3 separate regions of the Mus musculus genome follow, and all the other regions are linked to region 2. Evidence: chromatin contacts called from public HiChIP or PLAC-seq and promoter capture Hi-C data. All regions are on one chromosome and are shown on one strand. Each heading gives the region's core, a stretch centred on a gene start, on an enhancer-like site or on the middle of the called end of the contact. The rest is flanking DNA. Distances are from core to core; before and after follow the strand shown.

Region 1 (4,526 bases), core at 192-2,691, 1.8 Mb before region 2:
GAGTTCGAGGCCAGCCTGGTCTACAGAGTGAGTTCTAGGACAGCCAGGGCTACACAAAGAAACCCTTTTGGGGGCGGGGCAAGGCGGGGCGGGGCGCAGGGGAGCACATTTAAGTGTTGAAATGGCTAGGAATATACCAGATAATAAGAAATGTATAGATGCTTGAGTAACAACAGCCAGACTAAATGTCAGCAGAGCAAGGGAGAGTCGGACATGCAAAGAGTTTCTTCCCAGATGGTTCTGAGAAAGGAGAGAAGAGGCCAGGAATGCTAGCAAGATCTCAGGACAATGACAAAAGGCAGAAACCTCTGCAGGGCTGGAGGATCTGGGAGGAGGGCAGGTGGTACACTGTGCGCCCAGAGAGAGGTGGTGATCAATGCTATCTCAGCCCCTCATCTGTGAAGTGAGTGACAGCAGTTTCTCCCATCGCTGTGAGGACCACCCAGATGCTCGGCCAGTTATGTGGGGAGAGGGTGGTACTTACGGTATGCGTCTCCAGATGACTGAGCCAGGCCAATGAGGACACATTACAGGGAGGCAAAGGCTGGCCGGGTGAAAGGAGGCACTTTCTATGGAGCTGTCTTAAAATCATTGGGTAGGCAATGAGACACCCATCACTGGAGGCATCCAAGCCAAGCCCAGGTGAAATAAACATCAGAGATGTTTCTAACCCCATTTCTCTATACTCTACGACACAGTACGCGGCCTCATGGCCCGTTTCTGGCCCCTCCTCCCTCAGCTAAGTTCCAGAGAAAGGTCATTCCTAAAGGCGCTGGGCTGCGTTTTTGTTTTTTGTTTTTTTTGAAGTGGTGTCAGAATCTCTCCTGGGGAAGGCGTGGCAAAGTATGTCTTAGCCAAGCTCACAGCCCCTTTCTCACCCAGATTCTGGGGGTGGGGCTACACGCGGACATCTGACCATTCCCCCATGCTCTACCAGGAGAGCAGGGCAGCCAGTTGAGGGGGTGAGGAACAAGCTCAGATCCCCGCAGACAGACCTTGTGGTAAGCTGCCCTCTGACCTCAGGGTTCAGGCATCCACCAATCAAGAGGGGCACTTGTGGCTGATGCAGGTGGGGCCTTACTAAATATAGGGGTGGTGTTCACCACCTTTCCAAGTCCCTAGCCAGCTCAGGGGCACCCAGCTGCCATTCTTAATGTCATGACACCTCCCACTCCTCAGAGCATCTTGTCTTCCCACCCCCAGCCCCCCGCTGTCAGCACCTATTCTTGCTGGTAAGACGGACTTTTAAATCTGCATCAGGTCACGTGGCCTGGTCACACGTTCTCCCCCAACAGCCGGCACAAAAGACCCCCCCTCCCAGCGGAGAAGGGGCAGACACCGCAATCTTGTCCTAAGGTGGTCCAAGTGGGGTTTCAGGGGTCACTGACCCAGGTTAGGTGGAATTACCACTCCCCACCTCTGCCAGCAGCCCTGTCTGCCCTGTCTGGTTAACCAAGGGAGGCTGTTGCCATGGGAACAGCAGAGCTGTGGTGCTGTGACATCACCTCAGGGGTGAGGTCAGATACAGAGACAGGCCAGCCAGAGGACAAGTTTCCAGGTGAGAAAAGCAATCAGAGATTTGTCTCAAGTGGCAGGGACTGTGAGCTTTTTGAAAGCAGTCTGTTTGAAGAGGTGTTGATGAGCAATGTAGAAAGCCTCAGTTCACAGCCACAGCCTGGAGGAGTGCTCCCTCCCCTCAGACTGGCAGCATCACGACCTCCTCAGGCTGTGCTCTCCCACCCCAGCTGTCAGAACATTAAGAGGACAAACATACGTAAAGATCTCAAGGACAGGCGCTTCCCATCCCTCTTCGTGCAGAGACAGCAGCTGGCTGGACTCGGGCAGAGGGTATGGGCTACTTCCCAACAGCTCTGAGAAGCTGACTGAGGCAGGAGAAGAAAGAATCCTAGCTCCGGCTCCTCGTTCATTCTTAAACCTCCTTAGACCTCAAAGCTAGACATCCTTGACTGTGCTGGAGCATCCTCTAAAAGTAAGACCACTGAGGGTTTACTTTGGGGAAGGTGGCTTCGTAAAGAGTCAAGCTTAAAGTTCCTCCTATCGAGGAAAAGTAAAGGGCAGGGCAGGCCGAGCTGTGGAGAACGCAAGATGAGAGGAGCTGAACCTGGAACCAAAGGCTGTGGCCGGATGGAATGAGCCCCTGGAAAAGCCACTGCCCACTGACTTGGACCAGCATATGCGTTATCCCCACACGAGGAACTTTCTCCACGAAAGCCGCCTCTGTTTTTCCGGTCCCCTTTCTCACACTCTTGTGATGGTTTATTTTCTGTGTCAACTTGACTGAACCGGGGAATACTCAGCTGGTTAATGAACTAAGGGACACCCAGCGAGCTGGTAAATGTGGAGGTGTTTCTGCATGGGATTAACTTTGAATCATACTGCTTGGGCTACGGGTGTCCAAGCTTGGGGATCCAGACGATGTCGGGTGTGAATGAATATCTGTTGTCTCCAGCCATCTGGGCTCCTCCTGGTCCCTTGTCCTTTGCTCTCTAGAGACTATCCACCCCCACTCACAGATGAAATCACACCACTGCTTTCTGGTCTGCAGATACCAGTGTGGGCTCTTTCAAACTGTGGGAGCCCCATTCCCACTCCAAAGCCCGGGCCTTCTCTCTGTTGATTCTGTTTCTCTGGAGAACTCACAAACAGAGCCCTGGGGTTGATCTTTCTGTCTCTTTCATCTTCTTCTTCCTGGTCTTACATCAAACCTTCAGCAAGAGAAAAGTCCCTGGAGAGAGGCTTCTAGAATATGCTGGCACTTTTGCCAGGTGGCTCTTTCAGCCTGCCCCAGCAGGCTCAGTGCTCTCGGTTTCCATGATTGTTCTCACTGGGTCTGTTCTGGAATGAAGGTGATGCTGCCACCCCTGGCCCTGGCCTTCTTGGCTCTCCTGACACCTCCCTTGCTGTTCCCAGAGACCCCAAGCTCTATATTAATCCAACCAGCAAGCTGGAGAGGTGCTGGCTCAGTCTGAGAAAGTGCTTGCTGAGTTGGCATGAGGACCTAAGTTTGACCTTCAGCATCAAACTGGGGTGGGTTGGGGGTTTGGAGGCTCATGCTTGCAATCCCTGGGCTGAGACGGTTCAGACAAGAAGTGAATCTCATGGGAGTCACTGGACAGCCAACCCTGCCTAACCAATGAGCCCCCGGGTCTTACACACACACACACACACACACACACACAGAGAGAGAGAGAGAGAGAGAGAGAGAGAGAGACAGAGAGAGAGACAGAGAGAGAGACAGAGAGACAGAGAGAGACAGAGACAGAGAAGCTAGGAATAGTGGCAAGCTCTTGTAATCCCCACATTGGGTAGAGGGAGACTGGGGATTCCCCAGGGGACTCAATGGCCATCTAGACTAGCCTAGTGAGAGACACTGTCTCAAAAAAACAAGGTGTAGGACTCCTAGGGCATGGTACTATAGATTAATTGCTGGCACGTTAATATACATATGCACGTTGGCACACACATGTGCACTCATGCAAACACACATATAGAAAGTCATCCGCATTGTCACACTAGGTATCATAGTATGTGCCTGTAATCCCAGCACTTAGGAGATGAAGGCTGGAGAATCAAGGCCAGCCTGAGCTACATGAGATCCTGTCTCCAACAACAACAAAGCAAAACAAACAAACAAACAACCTAAATATCCACTCTGCTAGATGACACAGGCCTCGCTGGCTGAGACCAACCAAGTCTAGATGGTACTAGGCTGGTTATTAGACAATCCTAGCAAGTACAAACTTAAAAAATACATGTATAGCTCATGTCTATTTTAGAAAAAATGAAAAAAAAAGGATGCACTTGCAAACAAGAGTTCCCTCATATGCCCTCATTTTTACAGTTTAATTTGGAAATACCCAAGCCGGTGGGGGGGGGACGGCAGGGGGGGGATGTTCAGTGCTGGAGTGCTACAGTGTAGGAGGTCCTGAGCTCATCCCAGCAGCACGGGAGTGAACAAATGATCGCATAAGCTGCAGACACCTGACAGCATGCACTTATGACCTCAGACACTGTCTGCAGCTGCGTCTAACCTCCTCCCAAAGTAAAACAAGACTGAATAAACGTGTGACCAAATGCTTACTGTTATCTGTTACCAATTCTCTCAGAAAAAAAAAATTCCTGGATACAGGCTTATTTTTATAATCCTGATTGCTTCTGTCTGCATGCCCACGGGAGACTCCAGAAGGCGTATGTTGAGACACACACAACATCTTTGTCACCAAGCCTCCACAGGGACACCCAGCCTCCTGTCCAAAGGAACAAGCACCGTCCAAAACCAGGAAGCCTGCTCCTGTTTGAGTCTCCAGGGACTCCTGACACTACCACTGTACTGGTGACCTTGGGCGAGTCACAGACCTCACCTTCTCGATCTGTCTCCCAAGGGAGGAGTAGAGAGAAGATGAGCTGGGCTCACATGTCCCTGAAGAAAAGGGTCCCCCTTTCCATCCACAGCATCACAATATAATGGGCTGGGACCAGGGATGGGGACGGGTTGATATTCTCTT
Region 2 (4,665 bases), core at 1,283-3,782:
CTAGATTCCCAGGGAACTGGAGGACGTGGCTTTTGTCAGGCCTGCGAAAAAGATTTATGAGGCGCCGGCGGAGTGTTGGGCTGGCTTCGCCCTGGCGGCCAGCGCACCCCGTCTAATCTTTGATTTCCATCTAATTATTTTTTTTTCCTGCCTTCAACTCGGTGTCCGGAGAGGCGAACAAAGGGATGAGGGTGGGGGGTGGGGAGGCAGGCACTGGCGGTCCGGGGATCCCCACATAAAGTTGGAGCCCCCTGAACGTCCAAAGGCTCGAGCTCCGGTGAGCGTTCCGGGAGGCCTAGGGAGGTTACCCGACAGGAGCTGAGGCCACCGGAGACCCGCAGCAGGGCCTGGGTGGGCGTTGCAGTCCTCCGGTGCTGTTCAGAGCCGGAGCCCAGCGGGGTTTCTAGGGAAAGATCCGCAGAAAGGCCCTAGAGTGGAGGGAGAAGGGGTGGAGGCAGCTCTCCCCTAAATGCAATTAATCGGGGAATTGGGAGACAGGACAGCCCTCAGTAGAGGCGAAAGATGGAGGCAGGGTTCTTTTATCCCCAACCCCGTTCAGAAAAAAGGTTTGTCCAAGCGGGTGAGAGAAGGGCGCAACTTGAATTTTTCATGTTAGCCAGAGAGAAAAAAAAAATCCAAAATGGAAAATGATTTTATTGGTCACTACCCATAAGTCAAGTAAAAACAAGGATAATTAGAGAGTAGGGAATTCAGGGGCCATAAATCCGCGGCGCCTTCTCCACCGGCGTCGGAAGCTTTATGGCTTGTTGAGTTTTATTTTGAGAGAAAGGAAACACAGAGTTTTGGTGGAAGCGGGACTACCCACCAAGCGCCGCCCGGGCAGACGCGCGTAGCGAATTCGCCCCGGACTTTGGAAGGTGGCCACAATTAAGGATCGCTTTGTCCCAGAAAGAGGGACCTTCCCCCCGGCCGGGACCCTTCTCTCCTCGGCGGGATCCGTGCTCAACCAGACTCTGGGTAGGGAAGTCACACTCTTCCTCACCCCAACTACGACGAAGATGGATACTTGGTGTGCGTGGGGCCGGAAGTTTTTAAACGAGATTCCACTCGCAGCTTCCAAACGTCCACCTGGTGCTGCACGCTTGGGGGCCTTTTCTTCTAATTTAAGGGGTGGGAAGGATGGGACAAAAGAAAAACAACCCACCTTACTTTGCAATCTTCCTCAAAGAGACTGGGAGTACTTTTCATTCCATAGGGGTTTCTACCCCACCAGCCAGAGCCCCGTTTCTTCTTCTGAAATGGTCTTCTCACAAAGCCACCCTTAGCCGACACCGTGTAAAATCCCACTATCGGGTAAGCCAGTGGGGACGCTTCTGGCTCAGCTGCAGCTAACTTGGGAGAAAAGAAAGTGAATTCTTCAAGAACTTTAAAATAAAAGCGGCCCTTTCCCGGCAACTCGCGTCTAGCTTCGCCTTTGTTTTAAACACACATATAAAACCCTTGTCCTTCCTCGGAACGGGGGGCGGGGAGAACTGAGGGTCCACATTCAGAAGCGCTTTCCCCTTAAAAAATATTCTCGGAGGAGCTCTTTTGTTTGAAGTGGGTATGGGGGAGGGGACGGGGCCCGCTCCAGTTCAGCTACCAGGCTCTTAACAAACCACCACCAACAAAAAACCACAACTCTGAGGGTATCTCCTAACCCCGCAAATCTGGGGTTCCCGGATCCAGGAGGGATTCGTTCCTAGACACCCGGCGCGCAGCAGAAGCCAAGACCAGGTTTCCCTAAAGTAAACATCCCGGTTCAGAAAACGAGAATTCTAGGTTTCCGGGTTGGGGGATAACTGTATGAACCACTTCGAAACAGAGCCATCTTGCTGTAGTACCCATGGAGTCCTGGATGAATTTCGTGGGCCTCTGAAGAAAGTGACGCGCATTTCCACAGGAACTGGCTCCAAGCCCGTCTTACGGGTGGTGGAGAGCCCAGTAGGGATTCCAGAATACAGCTCAGGAGGCTACCCCGAGTTCGGCTACCGTCCCAGGACCCCTCAGAAAGACACGTTTGGTGCGAAAATCTCCTACACACCAGCTGGGTTTTTATTCCTTCCCTCCCCAGAGTGTGCTCTGGGCGCGCGGGAAACAAGGAAAAAGCACGTACCTGGCGGCGCTCTGAGGGCAGCCTCACCGGCCCTCCGTAGGCAAGGGAGCTCCCAGAAGCTACTCCCTATCCGGCTGGTCGACCCTAGGCCTGTCCCTCCATCCCTCCCTCCCTACCCGGCTGGTCGACCTCCGCCGAGCTAATTCTCCAGGAGGCAGGAGCGGGATACCCGGCCCGCCTTTCTGGAAATGGGATCCGTTTTTTAGCGCCAGGGCCCGCGCCAACGTCCAGGCCACCGTCGGCGCGCAGGGTTTCCCTAGTCCTTTGGATCAGCAGAGAGTGGGGCGGCCTGGACGCTGGGCTGCGGCTCGCGCACCAGCTCCCTGTTCCCGCGCGCCCTTCTGCATCCAGGCTCCGGCGTGTCCACGTTCCCAATCGCGAAAAGGGGACGAACTCTGAGCCCTCCGGGAAGAGAAGGCTGCAGCCGCAGTCCAGGAAAGAGCCCTAGGGCGGGAGGGGTGCAGGGCGGAGGGGCGGGAGAGCTACCAGCGCCCCACGGCCGCGGCCCTCGTGGGGGTGGGGAGGGCGCCCAGCCCCACCCACGTGGAGGCCCCCGCCCCGCCTCCATGAGGGCAGCGTCCCCGCCTGCCCCAGCGCCTCCGCCTAGCCCCGCCCCATCGCCTCCCGCAGCGGCCGCTCCCTTTGTCTGGGCAGCCGGTGCAAACCAATGGCATCGCGTGGGCGGTGCTCAGGTTGGCCAATAGATGATCCAGGAGGTGTGGCCGAAGAGGAGGGTCTATTTCCCCGAGAAGATACGGTAAACTGGTAAGCTTTTCAGGATCTGGGCTCTGAGGCCGAGAGTGTCTGCAGCTTCGAGCTGGCTCCGCCGTGGAATTACAAATTTTGGATTCCTTTCCACTATCTGGAAAGATGCCCCCAAATCCGGAAGGAAGTGTAAGGGAATCATATCTGGACTCTAGGGAGAGGAAGCCCCAGGGGATTTGATTTTAGAATGGCCCCTTGCACCCGGGACACGCAGTGCCTTGAACTTTGAAATTCAGGGTGTGCAACATCCCCAGAAGTCAGGAAGGTTCTCTGAGATCGAGTGGTAATAATGTGATGTTCAGCTTTCAAGGCGTCTCTGAGTTCAGGGGCAGAGGTGCATAGGCCCTCTCAGGAAGGACTACAGGATTGGGGGCCACTGCCCCAGGACCACCTTAGTGGGCAGCGACTCATTTGCTTTCTGAGCGGAGAAATATCGAGTGCTGAAAAATATTCAGGCTAAAGTGGACCACGGCCAGAGAGCTGTTGCTGGCTTGCCCCAGACAGACAGGGAAAGATACATCTCAAGTGTGCCCCAAGCCACGCCAGGGCAGCAAGTGCAGGAGACAAACAAGAGCCAAGCCATACCTACAGGAGCAGGCAGGTGTCTCCTCTTGAGTTCACCGCCTTGTCCTGGTCTCAGACCTGGAGGTGTTTCCCAACCTTTTCTCCCTTTCTGCATCTTGGCTCCAAGTGAAATCCGCAAACCAAGAAGAAAAGGAAAACAACCACCTGATGTAGGGGCTGTAATCTGGTGCCGCCGATGGTAAAATGAGCCCCGGAGGTAAATGAGGTACATTACAACCCTGGATTTGCAGGGCTCCACCTGAGCGCTATCAATCCCAGCATCTCCCAGGAGGTTGTCACAGAAGCTAACATCTAATTCCCTGTTGCTGAAGGCAGTACTCAGCCACCTTTATGGCTCTGTTTTGAAATTCCTCTTTTCAGAAGTCCAGGGATCCTGAGAGGGCCTGTAGCTAACTGAAGGGCAAGTTGCAGCACTCAGGATCTAGGACTTGTCCGGCTATGGTTGCAAACCACAGACGTGGTGATCAAATCGACCTTGAAGTTCAGCTCCCAGGGATTAAGCACCCCAGGGTGGACACAAACTGATTTTTTTTTTTTAGACCAAGAGGGATTGAATCAAGATAGTGGTCAAGATAATTCCTAATAGCCTCTCTTCCCACCCTCAAGCCCTAGAAATGATAGAAAAGTTTTAAAATCCATTACAACTAGAGAACAAGAAGAGTGCCTGGGAGACAAGTCAGGGCACTGCTCCTGCAAGAGGGAGCATGGGAGGGAAACTGCTGGCCGGCAGGAGGGCTCCAAGGAGAGCCTCTCAGAGGAAACTGTGGAATTCTGGGATCTCTGTCAGGGTGATGGGTGGGAGTCTGTGGAGACAATCTCTTCCTGGGCTGTGCTCAGTGGACTGAAACTAAGCAGATGCCCTGGAGAGTCATATGTGAAGGAGTTCTCTTGGCCTTAGAGCCTCCACTGAGGTTCTCAGCAGCACAGGAGGCCCAGTGCATAGAGACTGGACTACTGGATGGGAACACTGATGGGAGCACTGAACAGTACAGAGCAGCACAAGTTAGAACCACTGGCCCTGGCTGCAGAATTGGCTCGGTGATTAAGAGCACTTGTCTAGCACTTGCAGAGGACCTGGGTTTGAGTCTCAGTAGTTACATTGTATAGGAGTACACCATTGCTCTCTTCAGACACACCAGAAGAGGGCATCAGACCCCATTGCTGGGAATTGAACTCAGGACCTCTGGCAGAGCAGTCAG
Region 3 (4,464 bases), core at 339-2,838, 1.0 Mb after region 2:
AATGACAAACGCACAAATGACCCTGAGGTAGGTATTGCTTACATGGGATGAGGGATGAAGACTACTTACAGAATTATAACAACACCCGAGCATAACATGCAGAAAAGCATGTGTATATCATAAGGACAGACTGCAGAGATGCTGCTGAAGCCACAGCTAGTGCCTCACCTCAGACTGTACAGCCCAGCCAACACAAGTGCACCTGTCCCTGAGATACAAGAGCCTTCTGACAGGCAGCGATGGAGGAAGAGGCTAAGTGCGCTTATGAAGAGGTCTGAGCCAGGGAAGAGGAAAGATGGGAACCCATGATCACCTGTCACACAGAAGGAAAACTATAGTGACCTCATAAAAAGCAGATAGGCTGGGAGGGCATCTCAGTGTTAAAGAAGTGTGCCCAGCTTGCAAGGCAGGGAGGGTATCTCAGTGTTAGAGTGTGCCTAGCATGCAAGGGGGTCGGTCCTGCATGCCATCTGAAAGAAAAGGCACCCTGAGGGTTAATGAAACATGCTTTATCAAGGCCTTGTATTGAGAACCTCTAATAGAACACAAAGAAGCTGTTTACGTCGCTTTTTAGATTGGGGGTGGGGTGGGGGGTGGGAAGCCTTACCGACCAGCAGGGACCAAGACCGGATGCCTGGAGCCCTCTTCAGATGGAGGCGGGTGCTGGTGCGTGTCTCCACCTGCATATACATTCTTGGAACCTGGGCTCTACTGCACAGCCGACCAGGCTTGGAAAAACACAACTGAAGCCTGCAACCAGTGCACATAGGCAGCACCTCATTAGTCCAGTCAGGAGGCCAGGGGAAGGTCCACAGCAGACCCCGAACACCTTTCTCTTATGAGCCCACTTAACTCACAATTATGTATGGGCATCGGGGCTACACAGCTCACAAATTTGGTGTTGGTCTGAACTCACTTCCAAGCCCCCAGTCTTGTGAACCCTTTTCTTGACTGAACTCTTATCTTTAAGTTGTTCCATTAGTAAGCCCCCTCCCCCTCCCCCGCCCCGACACACACACACACAACTCAGGCTTCCGGCACCTTACCCGAATCTTCCAGAAACAACTCTTCCCACCAAGAACGGGAAGTGAAAGTACCATCGTGTATGAGTCTCTACATTCATAAGCTGTCAGATCCCTGTTATTGACGCCAGACTACCTAACAATGGCCCAAATGCGCCGAATTAATGGGACACTGCGGCAGGACGTCTGGAGATTAACACCCAAGGCCCCAGTTCTGAGTGGCTCCTTGGATTCCCAGGGGCAATCAAGCTTCATACCCTACATCCTCAAGAATCCTAGTTAGGCACATAACTTGCCTCCCTCTGGCTTCAGTTACCAACAAGCTCCACTAGCGGCCCGTTACGCTGGCTCCTCCTCCGGAGTGCACACGCCCGGCTTCCTCAATTTGCCTTGCGCCTGGTCCAGATCCGCAAGCGATGACCCGCACAGGGCTCGGCGGGTCGGAACCCGAAAAGTTGTAGGACACGCACCTATGCGGACAACGAGGGACTTGTAGGAGAATGAGTGGGAGAGAACAGCCCCTCGAACTTCCGGACTTCTGTTCCGCAGACTTCCGGGATAAGAGCTGGGTGGGAACCTCCCAGGGGTGGAGACTGAGTGATTACGCAGTCGGGGGTTGTGCCTTTGTGCTTCACACTCCTGGGGACAGGGACAGGTAGGGCACCTGAATTTAGCCCCTTGGCCAACCAAGAAAGATGTCACTCAAGGAGGTTTCCTAGTTAAGCAGGATATGGGCGTGGTTTAGAAGCCTGGGGAGTGAGTGGATCTGGATTGGGTTTTTTTGTTTGTTTGTTTTTGGGGGGTTTTTTGGGTTTTCCAGACAAGGTTTCTCTGTGTAGCTCTGGCTGGCCTGGAACTCAGAGGGATCTTCATGCTTCTGCCTCCCGAATGCTGGGATTAAAGGTGTGTGCCACCGCCTCCTGGCTAGATCTGTAATTTTCAGGAAATGATAAGAGGTCATATTCACCAGATGCCTAAGGTATAGCAAACATGATCTGACTACCCGAGGTCAATCTAACAAAAGATGCACAATAAATGAAAGTGGGGACATGGCCACTCCTAGGTATTGTTGACGAGTTTCTTATTGTAAATGTGAGGGAAAGCACATATGGAAGCGTCTGGTTGAACATGTCCAGCAGAATAGAGCCATGAGAGGAAAGAGAGAGGGGCAGAGTAAGAGATGAAGAGAGGCGAGATGGAGACAAAAGACCAAGAGGGCAGACAGCACGTAGTCACGATGTCAGATGTCAGCACGTAGTCACGATGTCTGGGTTTTATAGGCAAAGAGAAGTTGGAGGGAAGGGAAGGGAAGGGGAGGGGAGTTGAGGGGAGGGAAGGGAAGGGAAGGCAGGGGCTTGGGCAGGGTTAGAGAGGTCTAGGGTAGTGGGCAAGAGCTGAGGAGTCAGGACTCTGTAACAGGTACTTGCTGAGAGCATGGCCATCATCTACTTTGATGGTCAATAGGCACCTCAGTTAGCCATTTGTCCCCGGTTTCTTTCAGACCTAACACACAATAACTAGTGACGTAAAACCTGGATCACATGTTCCTATTTTGTAGTTTGCCTCCAACATACCTACGATGATCTGTGGGTGCTAGGACGGCATGCTGGAGCAGAGATTTCCATTACTTTACCGTTCTCTTTAGATCTACTTGTTATGGGATTCCTAATTTTATAATGACTTTATAAAAGTACACAGCATGACCCTTGAAGTTTTGTCAATTTATAGTTACAGTATATACTGAGAAAACTGGATGAGGCAGTCTCTCTCTAATATTTACTTATTTATTTTATGTATAGGAATACACTGTAGCTGTCTTCAGACACACCAGAAGAGGGCATCAGATCCCATTGCAAATGGTTGTGAGCCACCATGTGGTTGCTGGGAATTGAACCTCAGGACCTCTGGGAAAGTAGCTAGTACTCTTTACTATTGAGCCAACTCTCGATCCCTGTTTTTTGTTGTTTTTGCTTGTCTGTATGATGTGCGTGTGTGAGTGTGTGCATGTATTTCTGGTTGGCCTGGAACTCTGGGATCTGGCCCAATCTGTCTTGCGAGTGCTAGAATTAAAAGCACACGCTGCTATACTCAGTTTAAAGCTGGATTTATTCTCTTTTTTTTTCTTTTTTTCTCTTTCTCTTTATCTCTCCCTCTCCTTTTTTTTTTTTTTTTTTTCAAAACCTGGCTGTCCTGGAACTCACTCTGTAGACCAGGCTAGCTTCAAATACACAGAGATCTACCTGCCTCTGTCTCTTGAGTGCTGGGAACTGCCCAGTTTAAGAAGAGGCTTTTATTTATAGACTGGCACCAGGTCTACACCCAGGACTCGGAATTCCTGAATGCAGTCCCCAGTCACCTCAGTCAGGGGTTTATAAAGGCAAAAACCACAAGTTACATTCTGTGCTAGTACAAGCAGAAGGTCCTCTTATGCAAAACAAGCTTTATTTACCGAAGCAGAAACAGAAATTTAAAAAGTAACCTTTAACAGCCCTTAACATTTGGAAGTCTAATTTTGCTTTGCAGTTCTCAAAAAGCCCAGAGATTTTAAACTGTAAACATAACATTAGCGTTAGCCATGAACATAATGTTAGCCATGACTGTGCTGTGTGCCGAGATTACAGCTTGAATGGTACCTCCATCGTGAGTCAGTTGTGCTAAGGCCTGGGGCCCTGTTACACTAGAACTCACTATGTAGACCAGGCAGGCCTCCAACTCAGAGTCCTCCTGCCTCTGCCTCTTAGGTGCTGGGATTAAAGGTGTGTGTCACTATATCTAGCTGCTTTTAGTTAATTTTTAAAAAACACTTAACTTTGGAGATCACACAGTCTAGCAATAATTTATTTCCCCTAATAGGTTTGTTGTAGGTGACACCTCTGCCTGTACCTGTAGGCCAAAAGATCCAAGCCGACTTCTGGGTTTGAAAACTCTATCAAACCCCACCAATTCCTGAGCATGAAAACCACTAATCCCTAAACTAGAAATCCCACCAATCCCTGGGCTTGAACTGAAACCTCACCAATCCCCACCCTGGAAATCTCCACCCTGGAAAGCTCTGGCACAGCCACATCGACTGGAAACAGTGACAGTCACAAAGCCAGCACAGCTGCTTGACACAGTTCCTGCTGAGCTGAGCTGAGCTGAATGCTGTGATCACTGCCATTCTGTCACCTTTGAGGCTTGGTCTCTGTGTGCTGCATCCTTGGGGACTTTCTGCATTATGATTCACTTTGTGTCTTTTCCTGAGAAAAATTATATTCCAGTCTCTCTTAGGAAAATTCTAAAATTAACCTTATCTGGCTGTATGCGTAAGCCTTCCTTATGCTCTGGAGACCATTAAAACACAGATAAACACATAATTAGATAAGACCATTACTGCAGGAAACTTCTTGGTGTATCACCCCCTGAGCTAACTCAAACAGTGTAATTGGTGCAGGGTAAACCG

What was found. Promoter capture Hi-C pulls out the DNA fragments that hold promoters and counts their contacts. HiChIP or PLAC-seq counts read pairs in DNA pulled down with a chosen protein or histone mark.
Region 1: an HNF4G HiChIP or PLAC-seq map of pancreatic cancer cells shows a contact between it and region 2. The contact joins the promoter of Cep295nl here to the promoter of 2810410L24Rik in region 2. A contact is called at or near these places in 2 of 115 datasets of contacts at active chromatin or transcription factors (embryonic stem cells and pancreatic cancer cells).
Region 3: a promoter capture Hi-C map of pre-B cells shows a contact between it and region 2, with 2.5 times the contacts expected there. The contact joins the promoter of Cybc1 here to the promoter of 2810410L24Rik in region 2. A contact is called at or near these places in 2 of 39 promoter capture datasets (the C10 cell line and pre-B cells).

What each region holds. Positions count from the first base shown.
Region 1 is chr11:118,341,093-118,345,618 of GRCm38.p6, forward strand. Cep295nl (CEP295 N-terminal like) reads right to left here and starts at 1,442. Exons shown (of 3, transcript NM_021440.2): 1 at 1,221-1,442; 2 at 485-581. All of the region lies in intron 1 of Timp2 (tissue inhibitor of metalloproteinase 2), which reads right to left.
Region 2 is chr11:120,187,324-120,191,988 of GRCm38.p6, forward strand. 2810410L24Rik (RIKEN cDNA 2810410L24 gene) reads right to left here and starts at 2,533. Exons shown (of 3, transcript NR_030682.1): 1 at 2,117-2,533; 2 at 1,166-1,353; 3 at 1-428. It also overlaps Gm9734.
Region 3 is chr11:121,227,721-121,232,184 of GRCm38.p6, forward strand. Cybc1 (cytochrome b 245 chaperone 1) reads right to left here and starts at 1,589. Exons shown (of 7, transcript NM_144832.2): 1 at 1,319-1,589; 2 at 608-750. The coding sequence starts at 692.